Regions from separate parts of the Sus scrofa genome. Here all the other regions are linked to region 4. A link is a contact called in public HiChIP or PLAC-seq and promoter capture Hi-C data. All regions are on one chromosome and are shown on one strand. The core of a region is the stretch at or near the end of the contact, and the rest is flanking DNA. Distances in the headings are between cores, read along the strand shown. Region 1 has its middle 96 kb from the start of C1QTNF3. Region 2 holds the start of AMACR (alpha-methylacyl-CoA racemase). Region 3 overlaps LOC110257267 (a long non-coding RNA gene). Region 4 holds the start of BRIX1 (BRX1, biogenesis of ribosomes).

Region 1 (2,793 bases), core at 116-2,615, 360 kb before region 4:
CCCTATCGAATTCAATTCAGACAAGAATTATTCATTGAGTTGTAGGAATTACAGTAGACTATAGGAGATGATTTCTTTTCTTGAAGGGAAAGAGAGGCAAATATTTTGCATGTGAGATAATTAGAGAGCAGAGCAAGGGAAAACAATCTGAAACATGCTACTGACTTTAAACCTGGTTGATAGTGAACAAAAGAACAGGGAAGGCAAATGAGGAGAAAAGTATTATTAATTGGAGACAAAGTCCTAGAACTAGTTCTTGAGCTTTGGGCAGAGGGAGTTCTGATCTAATGCTAATGCAGGTGACTTTGTTCTGAAAGGACATCAATCTAAATATAACTTGTCCCAAGGAGGGTTTGGGAACTGGTCAAGTGGAAAAGAATGCGATTCAGTACCCATCTCCTGGATGAACGTGAGTGGCTCCCAAGGACTGGAAACCCCCCCAAGTAGGAAGGTTGTAAACCCAGAGGAAAAGTGGAAGGGAAGCCAGAGGGGGTCATTAGCCATGTCAGAGTGCCAGATCCACCTCAGCCACTTTATCTTTGCTTCCTGTCTGCCCTTGGAGGAGGTATTGTCAGGAATAGTATGAGAGTCCACGGTGAGGAAGGGAGAGAAACCTAGTGGTGGGAGAGGAATGATGTCTGAGAGGACTGGATTAGAAATCATAAGACAAATTAACTCCTTAACAACTCTTCTGTCCATTAAAAGTCCAAAATGGAATGCATAGCCTCTGCCATCGTCTTCCAAACCTGGTCATCTTTCTATGTTGCCCATTGCATACCACGCCACTTTCATGGCGTCAGCCATTCAGAAAGGGATTTTCTCTCCTCCTTGTGAAGTAGAGGAAGGACTTTTCTTTGCCACTCTTATGTTTAGTGACTGGGACCTGTGAATTAAACTAACAAAAGACAGATAAATGGGGGAAATTTTTATTTACATGTGCAATATGCATGAACACGTGCAATATGCATGAACACAGGGCAGCTTGGTGATGAGTAACTCAGAGGGTTGTTAGAATCAGTAGATTAGTAGGAAAAAGGAGGGGAGGAAACCTGCTATGGGAAGAATAAATAGGTTTCTTTAGAAAAGACAAACAGGTCTTTTAGGGGAACAAACAAGAGATAAAGTTTGTGGTAATGTTTGTCTGTGCAGGTATGAGTGGCCTTTCTAACTTCATCAAAAAATCCCCCCAGAGAAGGCATTTGTGGTCGGTTCCCTCTTGGTCTCTCCTGGGGGCAGAGCTGTCCCCAAAAAAAGAATTTATGGTAACCCTCATTTCTCAGAAGTTCCTGCCTTTGGTCAGATAAGCGAAGCTCTGAGAAGGCTTCTTTCTGTATCTGTTGAATCTCAAAGGTCTCTGGTTTCAAATAACCTTTGCACCAACTCGAGGGCTCTGAGTGGGTCTCCTCACTTGTGGCTCTGCTTTTAGTTCATGGCCTGACTCTGCTAAGCCTCGGAGTTTCTAAAAGACATTATTAATCATTTATCCCCAGAATCTCACATATGGATTGCCCGTTCAGTAAATAAGTTTGAATGAATGAGTACATAAAGGAAAAGAGGATTGTTTTCCTACTATTTATCAAAGGGCAAGAAACAAAAATCCTGACCCCTCTTAGAGAACAATTCCCAGAGCTGTCACTAGCCTGATCTGTCTCCCAGGATATCGTCCTGTACTCTCAACTCTTCATAGCCAGTCTCCTTCAGGTTTTGTGGGCATCTGAAACCAGCATATCCCAGTATGCAGCCATCGTTTTTCATGAAAACCTACTCTTCACCTATTTCCTAATTCAGGGAATGGCAAGCCCCCATACACCCAACTGCCCAAGTTCTATAAATGCCACTTCTCCCTGACTCTCCTCTTTTCCCCTACAGGGATTCACCATGCAGTCCTATTGATTCTACCTCTAACACATCTCTCTAGAATAAGCATTCTCTCTGCCCCCATTCTGTTTGCCTCCCTGTTGCCTGGTGTTCCAACCATCTCTTAACTGGTTTCCTATTTCTAATGTCTTTGTTCCCTAATCCATCATCACATTTTCCAAAACAGACAACCAAAGGGTTGTTTCGGAACATCCTCTAATACTCCGAGGGGTCATGTTTCCTTAATTATGAGATGACACTGTGGACACCCTCCATAGCCTCCCCCATCACCCATCACACTTTTAAGGGTCACAGGCCTCTAGTCTGCACCTTGAGCCCATTCATCCTGCAACCAGCTCCCCCTCGGCTCCTTTCCCCTCTCTGGCTTCTCAGCTTCACTCCCAACTCACACTCACTGTACTTATATGGCCTCTCCTGGCCACTGGTCCCCTTAAGGAATTTCACAGTTCCTATCTGCTTCTTCAGGTTCTATTCCATTAGGCAAAACCAGATTTTAACTGAACCTCCAGAAACGATAGAGCGTAATGATGGCAGAGTCAAAGGGATCATCCACCTTATTGTTGAAAAATACGCATCTGGAATTTTCTCTGTCTCCCTGGCCGTGATCTCCTCAAAGCCAGGACTCATACTTTGCCGTGTGTGTTCAAGGCCTTCCATCTTCCCTTCGTCTCTGCCAAAGTCCTCTCAGCCCCCCATCCTCAGTGCTCGCAGACAGTTCCAAAATTTCCATGTTTATTAGACCAGCAATGTAACTCTGCATGTTGATGCTGGTTGCATCTAGTCTTTGACCACCTGGGCTCACCTTTTGTAACCAGTCAGTTCTGTGAAGCTATTTTCTGGAACAAAGGTGCAGGTCTCTGCTTAGGAGAAAGTCTGCCACCCCTTGGGCCAATCAACTCAAATTACAGTTAGCTT
Region 2 (2,700 bases), core at 76-2,575, 490 kb before region 4:
GAAGCTTTGGATGGCTCCTTGAGCAAAATTATGGTGGCAGTTGTTATCGGAGGATAGATCAGAGTGGTGCTAGGCCCAAACATCAGCATTAAAAAGACCATTATAACTGTGTCAAGAAAGCTGCAGTACATGTGGGGAGAAAGAATCCTGAGTCATAGAAAGGATGAAGAATGTCGGGGTTGGTGACAACTGAAAGCTGGGGGGCAAGAGGTGGTACAGAGGAGGAAGATTGGTGTTCTAGATGAAATACAAGTTTCTGAGTCAGGCAGAGTGGGTGGATATAGACCCCACTGAAAATAAATAATACAGAAGGAAGAAATGCTATTTTAGGAGGAAAGATGATGGGCTCAGTTTGGAATATGTGGAAGCCTAAATGCCCCAGGACTGGCATATAGAGATACACAGGACCTGTGTATTCGTGCAGTCTGTGGCTCTAAAACAAGCAGGTACAATTACAGATTTGGCCATCGACTGCCTGTAAAAGGTAAAAATAATGGGAATGGATAAGGTGGCTCCAAGAAGCAGAGTGCCCAAGAAATTGAACTGAAGCTGGAAGTCGGGAACACTAGCATTTAAGGCAGAGTGTTAGCCTGGGTCTGCAGACGCCCTTATGACGATGTACCTATATGGAGTTTTCGGGGAGATCAATTCTCATAAGGTTCGTGACCCTAAAATAATTTTAAAAGGCAAATATAAAAGGGCGATTAGCAAAAAGAGGAACTTGGGAAGAAGTCAGAAAAAGAGGTACAAGTACAAGAGCAACAGTAGTATCTCGGGTTCCAACTATGGAAGACTGTCTCAGGGGGGCAACGACAATATCAAATGCAGCAGAAAAGTCTGGAAAGACAGGGACGTCTGTGGCAAAAGGGCAAAGGTGTGCTGGGCCCAGCCCCAAACGGTCTGGCGCCCTCCCTCTTTCGGGACTAATCTCTGTCGAGGCCGGGCGCTCACCAGGGCGGAAGGGCTCCAGCACCACGTCCGCCAGTGCGCACAGACGCCGCATCACCGCCGGTCCCTGTGGCAGCTTCAGGTTCACCACCAGCGAGCGCTTGCCCCGGGCCAAGGGGCTCGGGTCGCCAGGGGAGCCGGGTCGGTCTACACGCACCACCTGCGCCCCGAAGTCCGCCAGGACCATACCGCAGAACGGGGCCGGGGCCAGGCCGGCCAGCTCCACGACCCGAACGCCCTGCAGCGGCCTGGCGCCCCGCATCTCCCTCAGAAAGCGGAGAGGAGCAGACAACCCTCAGCTTTTAGCAACGCCGCACACCCCCTACTTCCCTTGCGGGCCCCTCCCGCTAAGCGGCTGCGTCAGGCCGCGGAGTCTGCGCAGTGGCGCGTTTTCCAGCGCCGCCTCCGCCAGTCGGCCGACCCCAGCAGGCTGGGAGGCTTCGTATTTGGTCCCTTTCCCAGTCCAAAATTGTTCCTAGGGCTTGACCTTGGGATCGGTTGGCCGGTCACCGTCTTTTCTTTTCAGGACGCTTCACCCTCGGTGTGTCCATCCCAGCCGTTGTGCTTTGGGCCCTACACCTTGCTGGTCCTGGAGAAATAAAAAGTACATAAGCATTTGAGAAGAAAGCGGCATTTTTTCCGTGGACTGCAGACTGTCTCTTTCACCACCCTTACTTCTTAGTCACCTGATGTTTCACCCACAAATGACTCGCAGGAGAACATGAGAGCAGGTGGTGATCATCAGAGCCAAATGAGAGGGCTTTAAATATTTTTGATTTGTCACCTGCCATTCTACAGATAATTACAGCTTTGTTAAGGATCAGGGCCCTGTGAGGCTCAGGGGCACAAAAGCCCTCTGTGTCCCCCATTTCTTGTTCTTAGGAAATGGGCCTCATTTAGCCTCCGTGACCAAGGGACAGGTTCAGACAGTTGCCAGTCAGGGAAGGGAGGAGATGCAGTGACAAGGGAGGAAGAGCCAAGCAACAATAGTACAGGATCCTGGATCACATAGTAATAGAGGCATCTTGTACACCCCCAAAAAAGTTAGATTCCTTATGCTTCTTTCAGAAATAAATACTTTAAAGTTGAACAGCTTAGAGTCCTTCCTTCTCCTTCTCCCTGACTTAACTGCATCTTAAAAACAATCACTCTTAAGCTAAAAATAGGCACCCTAAGCACAATTGCCTGTGGGTAAAAGATTATTAGCACAAGATGTTTTTTAGGAATTGCCTAGTTCGTTCTAATCGCTGATCAATATGCCCTTTTCCAAGTACTGTTACTCCAGGCAATAACCCAGAAGACCACCATCGTGATCCTGCTGAGATCTCCTGACTCCAGCTTTGATGACTAAGATTCCCTCAAAGAAAGAAGGATGCATGTTTGTCCTGATCCTGTTTCTTCCCTGAAAACCTATTTTTTTCCTTTTTACGACAGAACTCCTCACAATTCTTTCCAATGGAGGGAACAGTCTGTAGGGCATTAGCCTGTGACCCTCCTTTGCCTGGCAAAGCAATAAAAGCCATCTTTTTCTCCTTTACCCCAGACTCTGTCTCTGCAATTCAATTAGGCACCAGTAGACAGAGGCTGAATTTTGGCAACAGTTTAAAGTTATACATTTTTTTCTTTTTCTGGCCACACCTGAAGCACATAGAGTTTCCCAGGCCAGGGCATGAATCAGAGCTGTAGCTGAGGCCTGAGGCCTACACCACAGCTTGCAGCAATGTTGAATCCGTAATCCAATGAGCAAGGCCA
Region 3 (2,700 bases), core at 48-2,547, 390 kb before region 4:
CCTGGCCTCGCTCAGTGGGTTAAGGATTCAGTGTTGCCATGAGCTGCAGTGAAGATCACAGACATGATTCTGATCCAGCGTTGCTGTGGCTGTGTCTGTGGCATAGGCCAGCAGCTGCAGATCCAATTCAACCCCTAGCCTGGGGACTTCCATATGCTGCAGGTGCAGCAAGAAAGGAAGGAAGGGAGGAGGGAGGGAGAGAGAGAGAAAGACAGAAAGAAAGACAGAAAGAAAGACAGAAAGAAAGAGAAAGAGAAGGAAGAAAGAAAGACAGAAAGACAGAAAGAAAGAGAAAGACAAGGAAGAAAGAAAGAAAGAAAGAAAGAAAGAAAGAAATTACTAGAGCTATAAACACAGATTTAAATACTTAGATTTTTTCTCGTTATTTATAACTTCAAAAACCATTTAATGCCCTTATTGTTGGGCATGCTTAAATAACTTCTGACATATTCAGTCAATGAAATATTTTTGCCACCAATAAAAATTTATTTACAAAGACTTTCAGAATGTAGGAAATATGTATCACGTGATATGTACTGCATATAAATTTAGCAGAAACAAGTGTATTTTCAGCAATGTTTTGATTTTTTCTTTTTTTCCTTTTTCTTTTTTGTTAGTCTTTTTGCTTTTTGGTTGCACCTGTGGCATGTGGAAATTCCCGGGCCAGGGATCAAACCCACAACACAGCAGCCACCCAGCCACCAGCAGTAACAACACCAGAATCCCAACCCCCTGAGCCAGGAGGGAACTCCCTCTTTTTCTTTTTCATAGAACATAAACTGAAAGAAATACATCAAAATAGTAACTGTGTCTTATCTCTGGGGGATGATGTTTTGATGATGTTTTCTTCTTTAGGCTTTTCTGTGTGTTTTTTCACTTTTCTAATGAGCATGTATTCCATCTCTCGGAGGAAGTTTTTTAAAGGGCACCTTATTTCATGATTATCCTCCGCTTTTGACCGTTGATGCATTCTTCGCATTTTTACGTCTGAGGACCTTTGATTCTTTTAAGTCATCACGTGGCTGAGAGTTTCCGTCACTTTGTCCCCCTCCTGCTTCCTTTACAGTGGAACCACCTCAAACTCGATAACAAGCACTTCCTGTTGAGCCAAGCTGCAGCCTTGGGAAGGGCTGGGAAACAGAGCTCTGAAGCCCACTGCTGTCTCCATCCTGCTGTCTGTCAAAGGCCCCTTCTAAACTGGGAAATCTTTAGAGTCTGCTCCTCAGAGTCCCCCGTGGTGTTCAGTGACTGACAATAAGCTTCTGTGACTGTAGAATAAGTGCCTGACGTTAAGCTTTTGCTAGCCAAGGCCTCCATCCATCTCAAACAGACACACTGCCAGCAACACAACTAGATAAAGGGCCAGGCCGCCCCACCCTTGGAGTTCCCCGTGCAGGGAGCCTGGTGATGTAGATAACGACTGCCTGCGTGGCCCTGCTTTTCCCTCCTAGTGTCCCAATCCCCACTCTTGCGGTTTAAATTCACCAAGAAAGAGCGAAATCCGAGGCACCCCACCCTGGACCCCAGTAAAGGCAGAACCTCAGAAATTGACATAGAACCTCTTTCTCTCTCTCTCTCCCCCCACAACCTCACTGTGTGGTCCTAAGAATGCCTTGCACCCTCCAGGACGTCAGCGTCATGAATCTTGTGTGTGGGTTGGTTGGTTGGTTGGTTTTTTAAGCTTCTTGATGCTCTCAGGAGCTACATCTTGCAATAATAAAACAACAACAAAAGGGCGGTCCAGCCGCAGCACTGGTTCTGGTTGGTTGGGGAAACATCCCTGTTACCATTTTGATGTATTTCTCTCGGTTTATTTTCTACTAAAAAGAAAAAGAGGAGTTCCCATCATGGCACAGTGGAGACAAATCCGACTAGGAACCGTGAGGTTGTGGATTCGATCCCTGGACTCACTCAGTGGGGTTAAGGATCCGGTGTTGCTATGAGCTGTGGTGTAGGTCGCAGATGCGCCTGGGATCCCGAGTTGCTGTGGCTGTGGTGTAGGCCGGTGGCTAAAGCTCCGATTCGACCCCTAGACTAGGAACCTCCACATGCCGCAGGTGCAGCTCAAAAAAGACAAAAAAGCCAAAAAAAAAAAAAAAAAAAAGAAAGAAAGAAAGAAAAGAAAAAGAAAAAGAGAGTTCCCCTGACCATCATGACCTAGCCAGAGCAGGGCTAGCACCGAAGCCCAGGCTTAAAAGCCCAGTTTCCCTGTCCCTGCTGTAAACAACCAGGGTAATTTGACAATGATCTCTTCGGCGTCTGTGCTGCGTGGGGAAAAGAAGAGGCAAGTGAATGGAGCCAGAAACAAAAGAGGAGAAGCCGGCCAGGGTGGGCTGGCTCCCTTGGAGTCTACACAGGGCTTTTTGGAGGGGCTCCAAGGACCCCACCACATTTCCCCATAGGAGAGTTCAGGTTCATGTTTTAGTCACTGACTCTGTTTTCAGTCCCTTTGGGTCTTCCTGGTGGGCCATGGATCAGAGAGGCAGCCTTACAGCCATAAAGCCCAGCCCCGAGAGCAGGGTTTGCCCTTCTCTGGATTCTGTGTGTGCCGGGGAGAGGGGGCCCATCACACCCCGAAGCTCCCACGAAATGGCCCAGAGCCTCTGACACCACCTCAGCCCCTCCCAGATCTTCTTCTTTGGTTTCTAAATGGCTCTTCATTCCTTTTCTCTGAAAAGAAGAAAAAGGCAGCCTTAATTG
Region 4 (2,700 bases), core at 24-2,523:
TACGTAAAAATGAGAATAATAACAGAACCTACATCAAAGACTATTCTCTGAGGATTAAATGAGTTAAACATATAAAACGCTCAGAAGAGTGCCCGGCCTATAGTTTAGCTTAATATATTCTAGACATTATTATTATTATTAACCATTATCTCTGTTAAACAAGATTGCAGAAGAATTTGTTACCAGGAGAGAAAAAGAATTCAAGTAATGATATTTTGCTCTTTAACTTAAATGATATCAATTAAGACCTTCATTGTCTGGGGTGAAGAATATCACTAAGTCCCAGGCTTAAAGGTGACTACTTTCATACCTGAATAAAAGCATTTGCTTGCACACACTTTGCATTTTCCACTGTGACCTTGATTCCATTTTTAGTAGCGAAACAGGTGGCATGTTCTCGGAAATGAATAGCCTTCAAGATAGTGGAGAGATTCCTCACGTTGTCGAGGCTGGCCACTAAACTGTAATCACTCTCATCTGGGATCTGTTGTGTTAGGAGGGGCATGGTTCACTGCGCATTCCGCCCGGAGAGCGGCTCCTGATGCCAACACCTGCTCCCGCTGGTCGCGGAACACCTGATGAGATCAGACAAACTCCCGTCAATGCTGGCTAAGCCCGCGATCTCAACCTGCGCTGAGCCAAGTGGAAGAGGCCTGGACGGTGAACTCGACCGACCAGGGATTGAACCCCACTTCTGCCACTTAACTGTCTAACTTTGGGGGAAATTATCTCTTTAAGCTACGGTTTCCTCGTCTTCAGTAAGACGACAGTAACCATGAAAAACTGAACGATGAAAACACCCAACAACAACAACATCATTCTACTCGGGCCAGCTTCGCCACGCCAAGATGAGGCTGCGTATCACCAAAGAGTCGGTTTTGAGCTGTCCACGCAGCCAACCTCGTCCCTAACAGACAAGGGGTGGGGGTGGTCCTCGGATCCTCCAAAAGCCCCAGACAACGCGGCGCACCAACCCGCCGCGGGACTGCACCCGTTTACTAGTCTCGATATGCCAAGCGCCCAAACCCACCTTTGGGGTCGGGACGCAGCTCCCTGGCAGCCGGGGAGGAAGTGGAGCGGCTCCCGCCACTTTTTCAGACCCGCCAGCCCCGTCAGCACCGTCACCACAGAGATAGACAAAGCCTAGAGAGTCTGGCATCCGGTACCACAGAGACCGGAAAGAGGCACCTAGAGCTGGAGGACTGCCGAGCCCAGCCCCGGGACCATAGAGATGGGAAAGCGGAGCGAGCGGCGCAGCCGGAAGGAAGGCCCAGAGAGAAGCTGGGGAGCAAGATGGCGGGAAGCAAGATGGCGGCAACCAAGAGGAAACGGCGTGGAGGCCCGGCTGGTCCGGCGAAAAAGCTGAAAAGAAGCGAAAAAGACGCCAAGCCGCCTGCTAAGTCAAGCGAGGTGGCAGAGGAAGCGGAGGAGGAAGATAGAAATCGTATTCCGGGCCCGGTTTGCAAGGTAGAGTGGGCTCTGCGGCCGCGGCTCCGCACGCCTTCTCTGAGGCTACCTATTTGATTATGGCTCTGCGGGTTTCGGAGTTTCTGAGGTGTTCCTGGAGGTCGTTTTCAGCCCTTCCAGCTGGACTGGCTACCAGGTTTATAGCTAAAGCTTGGACACATGGCTGCCCTCCTGGAGGCGCGGGCTGAGCACCTGGGTGGGCTTCAGAGCTTTTAGAGGGTCACAGAGAAGCGACTTTGAGGGTCTTAATTCCAGCGTTTAGTCTTCCATTTACTCCCCTATTGTTGTTGTTGTTGGAGAGTAATAGTTTTACCAATTAAAGTTATTCCTCGCTATTGAGTGTATCCCTTAGAGTAATACTTCCATATACCGACATAGTTAGGTATGGTTAGTTAGGAATCCTAAAGCTTGTTATGTGGCCCTTTAAAAAGTTCCTTTTCTTGGGATTGTGAATTTGACTTGCTTGATCTCGGGGTAATGAAAGCTAGACAAGATAACGTGAGCTTTTCTTGTATTCATGAAGTTTTAACGTGCCGGGCACGGTGAGAAGTTAGGTTTCCCCTGCCTTGGGATTGCAAAACTAGAATGTGACCACTTCAGTTTAGAAGGAAACTAGGAACTTATATGTTTTTTGCTCAAAACAAGGTGAGCACAAGTTGCTGCTAACTTTAATTCGACTGAGAGCTCCTTAAGCCAGGTCAAATATTGTGGAGACTAGAGTTAACATTTGTTTCATAAACTTCTCTGTCGACCTTCAGCTTTGCCAGATCTCTGTTTGACACGCTAGCGAGTAATAAATGACCCTTAATGGTTTGGTGGGGTGGCAAGCATTGGGAAAGGAGTGAGCTTTGAGGAATGAAAGATGAGCTTGAATTGTAGCCCTGCTCTTAACAGGGACGTTTTGAGCTCTTTTCTCACCTGCAAATTGAAAGGAAGAAAATATGATTTGCTTTTTATGAAAAATAAGCAGACTTCTGTTAGATTTTCAGTAAATGTTAAGCGTTCTCTTTTAGGAGCTAGAAAAAATACGATAAGGATCTATGAGTTGAGTTATAAATGAAAATTCTATTTAAATGAAGAAGATAAATATTGCTCTAGAATAAACAGGTTAGGGATTATGAAGGATTTGATTTAGCCTTTGAGCTAGATCCTAAGGTAAGAGCAAAATTCTGATTTTCAGAAAGGGGAAGGAGCAATGCAAGGGAGAGGCGGAAAGGGGAAGAGAGAGGGAGA

The links. Promoter capture Hi-C pulls out the DNA fragments that hold promoters and counts their contacts. HiChIP or PLAC-seq counts read pairs in DNA pulled down with a chosen protein or histone mark.
Region 1: a contact with region 4 is called in a promoter capture Hi-C map of fetal liver, with 3 times the contacts expected there. The contact joins the enhancer-like site here to the promoter of BRIX1 in region 4. A contact is called at or near these places in 4 of 5 promoter capture datasets (fetal liver, fetal skeletal muscle and liver), 5 of 47 Hi-C or Micro-C datasets (brain, embryonic fibroblasts, fetal liver and 2 more) and 2 of 2 datasets of contacts at active chromatin or transcription factors (alveolar macrophages and skeletal muscle).
Region 2: a contact with region 4 is called in an H3K27ac HiChIP or PLAC-seq map of alveolar macrophages. The contact joins the promoter of AMACR here to the promoter of BRIX1 in region 4. A contact is called at or near these places in 1 of 5 promoter capture datasets (liver) and 1 of 2 datasets of contacts at active chromatin or transcription factors (alveolar macrophages).
Region 3: a contact with region 4 is called in a promoter capture Hi-C map of liver, with 5 times the contacts expected there. The contact joins the enhancer-like site here to the promoter of BRIX1 in region 4. A contact is called at or near these places in 3 of 5 promoter capture datasets (fetal liver, fetal skeletal muscle and liver), 10 of 47 Hi-C or Micro-C datasets (blood, embryonic fibroblasts, fibroblasts and 5 more) and 1 of 2 datasets of contacts at active chromatin or transcription factors (alveolar macrophages).

The regions. Positions count from the first base shown.
Region 1 is chr16:20,153,761-20,156,553 of Sscrofa11.1, forward strand. No RefSeq gene overlaps it. Among named protein-coding and RNA genes, the nearest start is that of C1QTNF3, 96 kb to the left of the region's middle. Within about 2 kb of position 1,366, at least 4 of the 83 cell types and tissues checked have an H3K27ac peak or open chromatin away from gene starts, as enhancers often do. A contact at or near this core is called in fetal liver, where this site is marked.
Region 2 is chr16:20,022,014-20,024,713 of Sscrofa11.1, forward strand. It overlaps AMACR (alpha-methylacyl-CoA racemase), which reads right to left and starts at 1,326. Exons shown (of 5, transcript XM_003133873.4): 1 at 952-1,326. The coding sequence starts at 1,210.
Region 3 is chr16:20,118,899-20,121,598 of Sscrofa11.1, forward strand. All of the region lies in intron 3 of LOC110257267 (a long non-coding RNA gene), which reads right to left. Among named protein-coding and RNA genes, the nearest start is that of C1QTNF3, 61 kb to the left of the region's middle. Within about 2 kb of position 1,298, at least 6 of the 83 cell types and tissues checked have an H3K27ac peak or open chromatin away from gene starts, as enhancers often do. A contact at or near this core is called in fetal liver and liver, where this site is marked.
Region 4 is chr16:20,511,008-20,513,707 of Sscrofa11.1, forward strand. It overlaps BRIX1 (BRX1, biogenesis of ribosomes), which reads left to right and starts at 1,274. Exons shown (of 10, transcript NM_001244824.1): 1 at 1,274-1,467. The coding sequence starts at 1,294. RAD1 (cell cycle checkpoint protein RAD1) reads right to left here and starts at 1,165. Exons shown (of 8, transcript XR_308376.3): 1 at 1,031-1,165; 2 at 311-575.